Linked DNA regions of Mus musculus: region 2 is linked to region 1. The links are chromatin contacts, called in public promoter capture Hi-C maps. All regions are on one chromosome and are shown on one strand. The core of a region is the stretch at or near the end of the contact, and the rest is flanking DNA. Distances in the headings are between cores, read along the strand shown. Region 1 holds the start of P2ry4 (pyrimidinergic receptor P2Y, G-protein coupled, 4). Region 2 holds the start of Gdpd2 (glycerophosphodiester phosphodiesterase domain containing 2).

Evidence for each region. Capture Hi-C pulls out chosen DNA fragments and counts their contacts.
Region 2: a promoter capture Hi-C map of adipose tissue shows a contact between it and region 1. The contact joins the promoter of Gdpd2 here to the promoter of P2ry4 in region 1. A contact is called at or near these places in 4 of 39 promoter capture datasets (the SN4741 cell line, hippocampal neurons, liver and 1 more), 1 of 484 Hi-C or Micro-C datasets (ventricular fibroblasts) and 2 of 9 other capture datasets (adipose tissue and liver).

What each region holds. Positions count from the first base shown.
Region 1 is chrX:100,592,981-100,596,480 of GRCm38.p6, forward strand. It overlaps P2ry4 (pyrimidinergic receptor P2Y, G-protein coupled, 4), which reads right to left and starts at 1,889. Exons shown (of 3, transcript NM_020621.4): 1 at 1,738-1,889; 2 at 1,507-1,645; 3 at 1-1,316. The coding sequence starts at 1,310. The coding sequence ends at 225.
Region 2 is chrX:100,728,298-100,731,588 of GRCm38.p6, forward strand. It overlaps Gdpd2 (glycerophosphodiester phosphodiesterase domain containing 2), which reads left to right and starts at 1,550. Exons shown (of 16, transcript NM_023608.4): 1 at 1,550-1,898. It overlaps Gm52438 (a long non-coding RNA gene), which reads right to left and starts at 871. Exons shown (of 3, transcript XR_003953096.1): 1 at 460-871.

The DNA.
Region 1 (3,500 bases), core at 639-3,138:
GTGGAAGGACCTGGGGGAAGCAGAACCAGCAAAGAGTACTGAGGTTTGAGAAACGGGAACAGTGGCCCCAGGAAGGGACAGAAAAAGAGAAAGAAGCATAGGAGTAACTACTTCAAACTTTGGCTTAAAAAGAGGATAGCTGATGCCCCTATCAACTGTCACTAAGGAGCTCCCTCCCCTCTGCCTGCAGTTAGTCCCCTTCCTGTCATATCCAGTGCCCACTGTTATAATCGGTCACCCTCATAAGCAGGGAAGATGCTGTCTTGGTGGATGTCCGCCCACCTGCTGATGCTTTCTTCATGTAGGGTCACCAATGCCAGGGAGGAAGCAGTTGTTCGGCGCTTAGGTGTGCTACCTCTGCATAGCTGCTGGAGCTGGTTTCGATACTTGTCCCCCGTGAACAGATAGAGCACTGGATCAAGACAGCTATTAGCACTGGCCAGGGGACGAGTCACTTTGTAAACCACATTGACAATGTTCAGCACCCGGCATTCGGCGTTCAACAGTCTTGCCAGGTAATAAATTGTGCGGGTGATGTGGAAAGGCACAAAGCAGACAGCAAAGACAGTCAGCACCACAGCAATGGTGCGGAGAGAACGGAGCCGAGAAGATGACTGTCCAGCTCCTGGCAAAGGTCGATACAGTCGCCGGGCCATGAGTCCATAGCAGACCAGAGTGATCAAGAAGGGAAAGCCAAAGAGCAGCACCATGATTGTGGAACTGAAGTATACGTAGTGGTCAAACTCCTCAGGCAGAGTCGTGTCATGGCACAGGATGGTGGTTCCATTGGCATTGGTTGTCACAAAGAAGAGGTTGGGCACGAGGCAGCCAGCTACTACCAACCAAACACCTAGGCAGAGAAGACCTGCAAATCGAGGGCGGCCCCAGCGTATTGCCCGCAGTGGATGGCAGATGCCCATGTAGCGGTGCACACTGATGCAGGTGAGGAAAAGGACACTGCAGTAGAGGTTCCAGTAGAAAAGAAAGCGGACGAACTTGCAGAAGCCAGTGCCAAAGGGCCAGTGGTTTCTGGCAGCATAGTAGTAGACGAGGGTGGGCAGTGACAGCACATACAAGGTGTCTGACAATGCCAAATGGAACATGTAAGTGGCTGTTGCATCCCAGGGTCGAAGGCGGAAGAGGAACAGCCAAAGGGTTGGGGCATTGAGGGCCAGGCCCAGCACAAAGACAACTGCATAGCTCAGAGGCAACAGGATGAACTTGAATTCCTCATTAAACTTACAATCACCATCTCCAGAACTTGGGCTGGGACCTAGTGATGTGAATAGCAAGGAGTCTGCACTGGTCATGGCCCCCTACAAGTAGAAAGGACAGAAGTAAGGATCTGATTTCTCGACTTTTCCAGTCCTGATGAACCTACAATAAAAGAGGAAAAGCACCCAGGAGAGCTAGGAGGAGCAAATCCATGTGCAACCCAGGCCTGCCCAGCCCCTACCCAGCTCCCTTAGCCCAGCCCCTACCCAACACCCTTAGTCCAGCCCCTACCCAGCTTCCTTAGTCCAGTCCAGGGACTGATGGCATCAGGCAGTGCTCGGGCTCAGGGAGGCAGTCAATGGTGTTCTGCTGCTTCCTCTGGCCTGCAGAACCTGGCTAGCTGAAGAGGGTGGAGGGTAAGGAGCACCATCTAAAGGGAAAACACCCAGGCTCAAATTGTCATCGAACTCACCACCACAGCTCTGTCCCGGTGATGAGGGACCTCTTTCCCTCACCTCTCACCTTAGTTCCAGTTCTCTGTACTCTTAGTTCCCCCTGATGTGGCCTCACTTCACGCCTGCCTCCAGCCCAGGAGTACCACCACCACCCTTGCCTAGGAACCTTGACAAGACTCCTACCCGGTGCCCTTGAAGCTGAGCCCAGCTGACTCTGTCACCCTTCCTCTTGGCAGCCAGAGGGCATATTCTCGGGGGTGGGACACGGGGTGGGGCCTATTTTCTCCTCCTGTCCCATCCCAACAGATTGTCAGAGCTAGAAAAACCCTTGGAGGTTATCTGGTCCAACCCACTCAGCACACAGATTGGGAAACTGGGACCCAGCGAGATTACTGTTTAACAGCTTCAAAATGATTGTGTACACAAGGAGACATTCTAGTTTACAGATAAAGAGGCAGGCCACTGAAGATAATTAAATTACAGGAAGATCATATAAGTTTATGGGTGTAGAAACATGGGAAATGAATTTTTACATGGACAACAGCAAGTCAACACACTGAAGGACTTTTGAAAATGTAAACTACTGATAATCATCTGTGTGTATTTAATTATAGCAAATGTTTATCTAGACCTTATTCTATGCTAGGCACTGTTCTTAGGACTTTATACCTATTGATGGTACCACAGGCTCTCTATCAAATAGGCTCTATTACTGTCCTAATTAATGATGAGAAAATTAAAGCATGGGTAGTTTGGGTGTTTTGATGATTTGTGGTAAAATAAAGACTTGAACCCACACAAGTCTTCCATGGACCAAACTCTGATATCAATGACTTCATAAGTATGATAACTTGATCCTCCAAGCTTCTGGCTCTAATCTGGGAAAGGGTCAACAAACATTTCCTGGGAGCTTTGGTTCTGGGCCCTGGTAGTTCACTTCTAGTGAATGAAACAGATTAAAAACTGCCAGCTTAATGGAGTTCACAAAATAGTAGAGGTAATAATCAATCAATAAAAATATATAGGATATGATCACTGTTATAAAGAAAAATAAAGAAGATAATGAAGAAGAATTTGTTGTTTTGAATATGGGAGTGACTTGGAGAGCAGGTATTTTAGGAAGGAAAACAGAGCATGAGGTCAGCACAGTTGAGAGGGACCAGTTCCTGGAGGTTCTTGTGCGCCAGGGTAGGCCTTTACTGAGTGGAAGAAAACTATAGAGTGTTTGCAGAAAAGAAGTGTCATGGTCTGACATAATCTCTAAACAACTCTGTTCTGAGACTAGATAACAGGGTTAGTAGCACGGGAAGAGGCTACTAATAACACACATGATGGCCGTGTGGACCAAGGTGGGAAAGGTTACAAGAAATCATCATGAGTAGAATGTGAAAACAGAGACAAAGTTTATTGATGTGGGGTATGAGAGGAAAAGAAGGAGTCAAGAGTAACTCTAAGCCAGGCAGTGGTGGCGCATGCCTTTAGTCCCAGCACTTGGGAGGCAGAGGCAGGAGGATTTCTGAGTTTGAGGCCAGCCTGGTCTACAAAGTGAGTTCCAGGACAGCCAGGGCTACACAGAGAAACCCTGTCTCAGAAAACCAAAAAAACAACAAAAAAAAAGAGTAACTCTAAGCCAAGACTGGTTATGATTGACAAGCACAAGCCTGTAATGTCAGTACTTGTGGTTGGAGGATGAGACAGGAGGATTGCTCCAAGTTCAAGGCCAGAGAATGGGTCTCGTACTAAGTCTCTGTCAAAGAAAAAAAAATGACTCCAGGTTTCTTGCCTGGGTGACTAGAAGAGAAGTCTGTTAACAGGCTCAGAGGCTATAAG
Region 2 (3,291 bases), core at 300-2,799, 130 kb after region 1:
GGCCATGCTTAGAAACCCATATTAGATCATGACAGAAGTACGATGGAGCAGGATGGGAGAAAATAGTGGAAGGATCTGGGTCCCATCACCAGCCTTCGAGAGCATACTCTCCAGTATACAAAAGACAGACACTCCACGAGAACCTACCTCGCTATAAAGTTTTCCCCAACCTCCCAAATTGTACCACAGGCCAGGGAACAAGCTGTGAACACACAAGCCCTTGGGGAACATTAAATATCTAACAGAGATAGTACCGTGGTACAAAGAGGTGGTTATATAGAGTTACAATGTCAGTGAATATTAGAGCTGGGAACAGAAGCCAGTTACATTTACCATATAGTTCTTTCTAGTGCCCTGCAATCCTACTAATGCTTTTCCGTTTACAGAACAAAACTACTGCCCCCTTGCTTTCTCCCTTAAAAAGGAAGTGGGGGGGGGGGGACAAGGATTATTCCTTACCTTATGCCAGATTTCTTGTCTCCAGTTAGAAGCCAGAAGGGGGGCCAGCCATGCAGTACCTCATACAGGCTATATTTGAAACCTTTTGGGAGTTTGCAAGCCTTGAGGCTCATCCATGCATATCGAATGCTGTCCCCACCCCACCACCCCCAAAAGGCTCTCAAACCATCCCCACGTACAAGAAAACAAGACTCTAGAATCCACCACAACCCAAGCAAAGGAAATTGAAAAACAACCTGCCAAGAATGACTCCCAGTGGAGGACTAGGTGACCCGCTGGCCCTCCCTGGCTTCCTGCCAGCAAGCAGCCTTGCTCCTCTTTGCATTTTAATTCTGAGAGAGTTAGAGAATCTCTGTCATTGCCAAATAGAGCCTCTGGATACAATGGGAAAGCTGAGAGGGAGGGAACCAGCTCCTGGCAGAAGAGAGCCAGTCTCCCTCACTGGATAAAATTGAGTGTGTGGAGGGGGAGGGGAAGCCAGCTTATCTGTAAGGAGTCATCCTTTCCCACCCTCCATAGTGCTCACACACAGACCCCAAGTCACTTCATCAGCCCCAATCCAAGAGCTGTCCATCAACACAGCTCCCATGCAATCCTGTACTTTTTATACTAAGCTGACCACAGCTTGCTAGGCCACCTGCTTCTTTTGTACATGTTCATCTTCCAAAAGCCTGGTACCCTAATACACTATACACTCCTGAAGCCATTCAGTGCTTGATAAACAAGACAGCGAGCCTGATATCCTGAATGAGCACCTGATGGGTGGTGCGGTGAGGGCTATTGAATACATCCACAGGGACTCCTGGTCCAGAAATGGGGCATCTTACTGCCTAGAGTTCATAAAGTCACTTCAATAGCATCACATCGATGGAACTTGCAGAAGTATAAATAGCCCAAGAGGAAAGGGAAGCTAATGATTGGAAGTTGTACTCCTAGGAAGCTTGAGGTTAGACTTCCTTATCCACTCAAGAGTTTCTAGGGGACTGGCAGGGCCCCTTCTCCTCGCTGCCAAGTTGCAAAATTGTGTGGTCACCTCCCCCAGCTTCCCTCCCTCCTATGCCCTCAGTCCTGGCCTCCTAGAGCCAGGACAAAGCCCTCAGGCAGTGACTGGGAGGGGAACAGGAGGAGGGACAGAGGGATGGGGAAGGCTGCACAAAGGAATTCCTCACACCAAGCCCCCTGACTGCCAGCTCCAGAGAGTAAAGAAGCCGACCTCCTCTCCAGCTAGCTCACTCGCTCATCTTCCCACCATGACTGTGCTCGAGCCATAGCGCCTCTCCCGGCCTTCCAAGAGGACCCACACTTCTTCCTGTAGGTGGCAACAGTGACACCTGTTTGACCAGTGAGGCTGAGCCAGGGACTGCAAGAGGGAGGAGGCAGACAACTCGGAGAGGAGCTGGGAGGCAGAGCTGCGGGCTTGCTTGCTCACTGTGTAAAAGGTGTGAGGGCTCGGGAAGGCTGGGGGCTACCGCTGGGGAGCCGGGAAGCAAAGAGCGGCTCAAGCCGGGAGGGATGGAGCCCAGGGGGCTATGCAGCACCCCTGTCAGATTCCCTGCTCCGGGTCTTTCAGACTGGCCAGATCCTGATTCCATCTTCCAGGCAACTCTTGAGGGAGGTAGGACTCTGGAAATCTGGGGTGCCCGGGTATGACCCTAGACGAAGCAAGGGATGTGGATTGGTGCTCAGGGCAGGATACTGTAGCCCAGTTCCGGGATGGGGAGAAGCAGGGGCCTCTCTTTGGGTTGACCAGTCAGTATAGTGGGAAGGGACCCAGCTCCCACCCCTCCACTACCTAGACGGGACCCTCCTTTCCTAAGGAGAATTTATTAAGGGGGCATCTTTAAGAGCAGACACACCTTGCGTTCTTGCAAGAGCTCTCACACAGAGTGAAAAAGCGACACCGTTCCTTTGTACAGGACAGTTAGATGAGAGAGAGAGAGAGAGAGAGAGAGAGAGAGAGAGAGAGAGAGAAGAGAGAGAGAGAGCAGAGAGGAGAGAAAGAGGGAGAGCATAGAGGGAGAGAGGGAGAGAGAGAGCAGAGAGGAGAGAAAGAGGGAGAGCAGAGAGGGAGAGAGAGAGAGAGAGAGAGGAGAGAGAGCAGAGAAAGAGAGAGAGAGAGATTATCCAGAGGCTCCTTTACATAGTCATTTTGAAACCCATTTTACTGGGAGCCACAAGTCCACTAGTGCACACACATGTTCATCTGCTGATACATGACCCACAGTCACACCCTGCTTATTGCTTACGTTGGTAGTTCAGTAGTAGACTTCTCACCTGCTGCAAACTGCACACCCTCTCAAGTAGAATCACACTCACAAGCCCAGTCTGGTTTGTAGATCTGCTTAGTCTCAGCCGTACTGAGAACCACAAGGCACAGGAATACCCTGCTCCAGAACAATTCCCCTGCCGCCGCCACCACCCCCCCCCCCCGCTACAGACACGCACAAGCAGACACGCACACATGCACCTTTGCCCTGTGTGCTTAATGTACTTTAAGGATAGCTCAGAGGGTGGGGCCTCTGGGACGGGGAAGGTGGGAGTTGGGTTTCTATTTGGGGTGGAGGGTGACTGTATATGATGTCTGGGAAGGAAATGATAAGGCTAGGTTGTGGGGGCGGGGGGGAGACTTGGATTTTCTGGACTGTGCAGACAGGAATGAGGTTCCTTTAGAAGGCAGTGATCCAGGCAGCCTGCTCCCCTCAAGTCTTCTATTTTACAGTGCCCCTAACCCCTGAGAAGTGGACACAGAGAATCTTTTAGTCAGGGGCTTTGTGGTTTGTTCAATCCCGTATCCATAGCAACTAGTCAACTGGCTGTGTCTCTCTCAGCCTG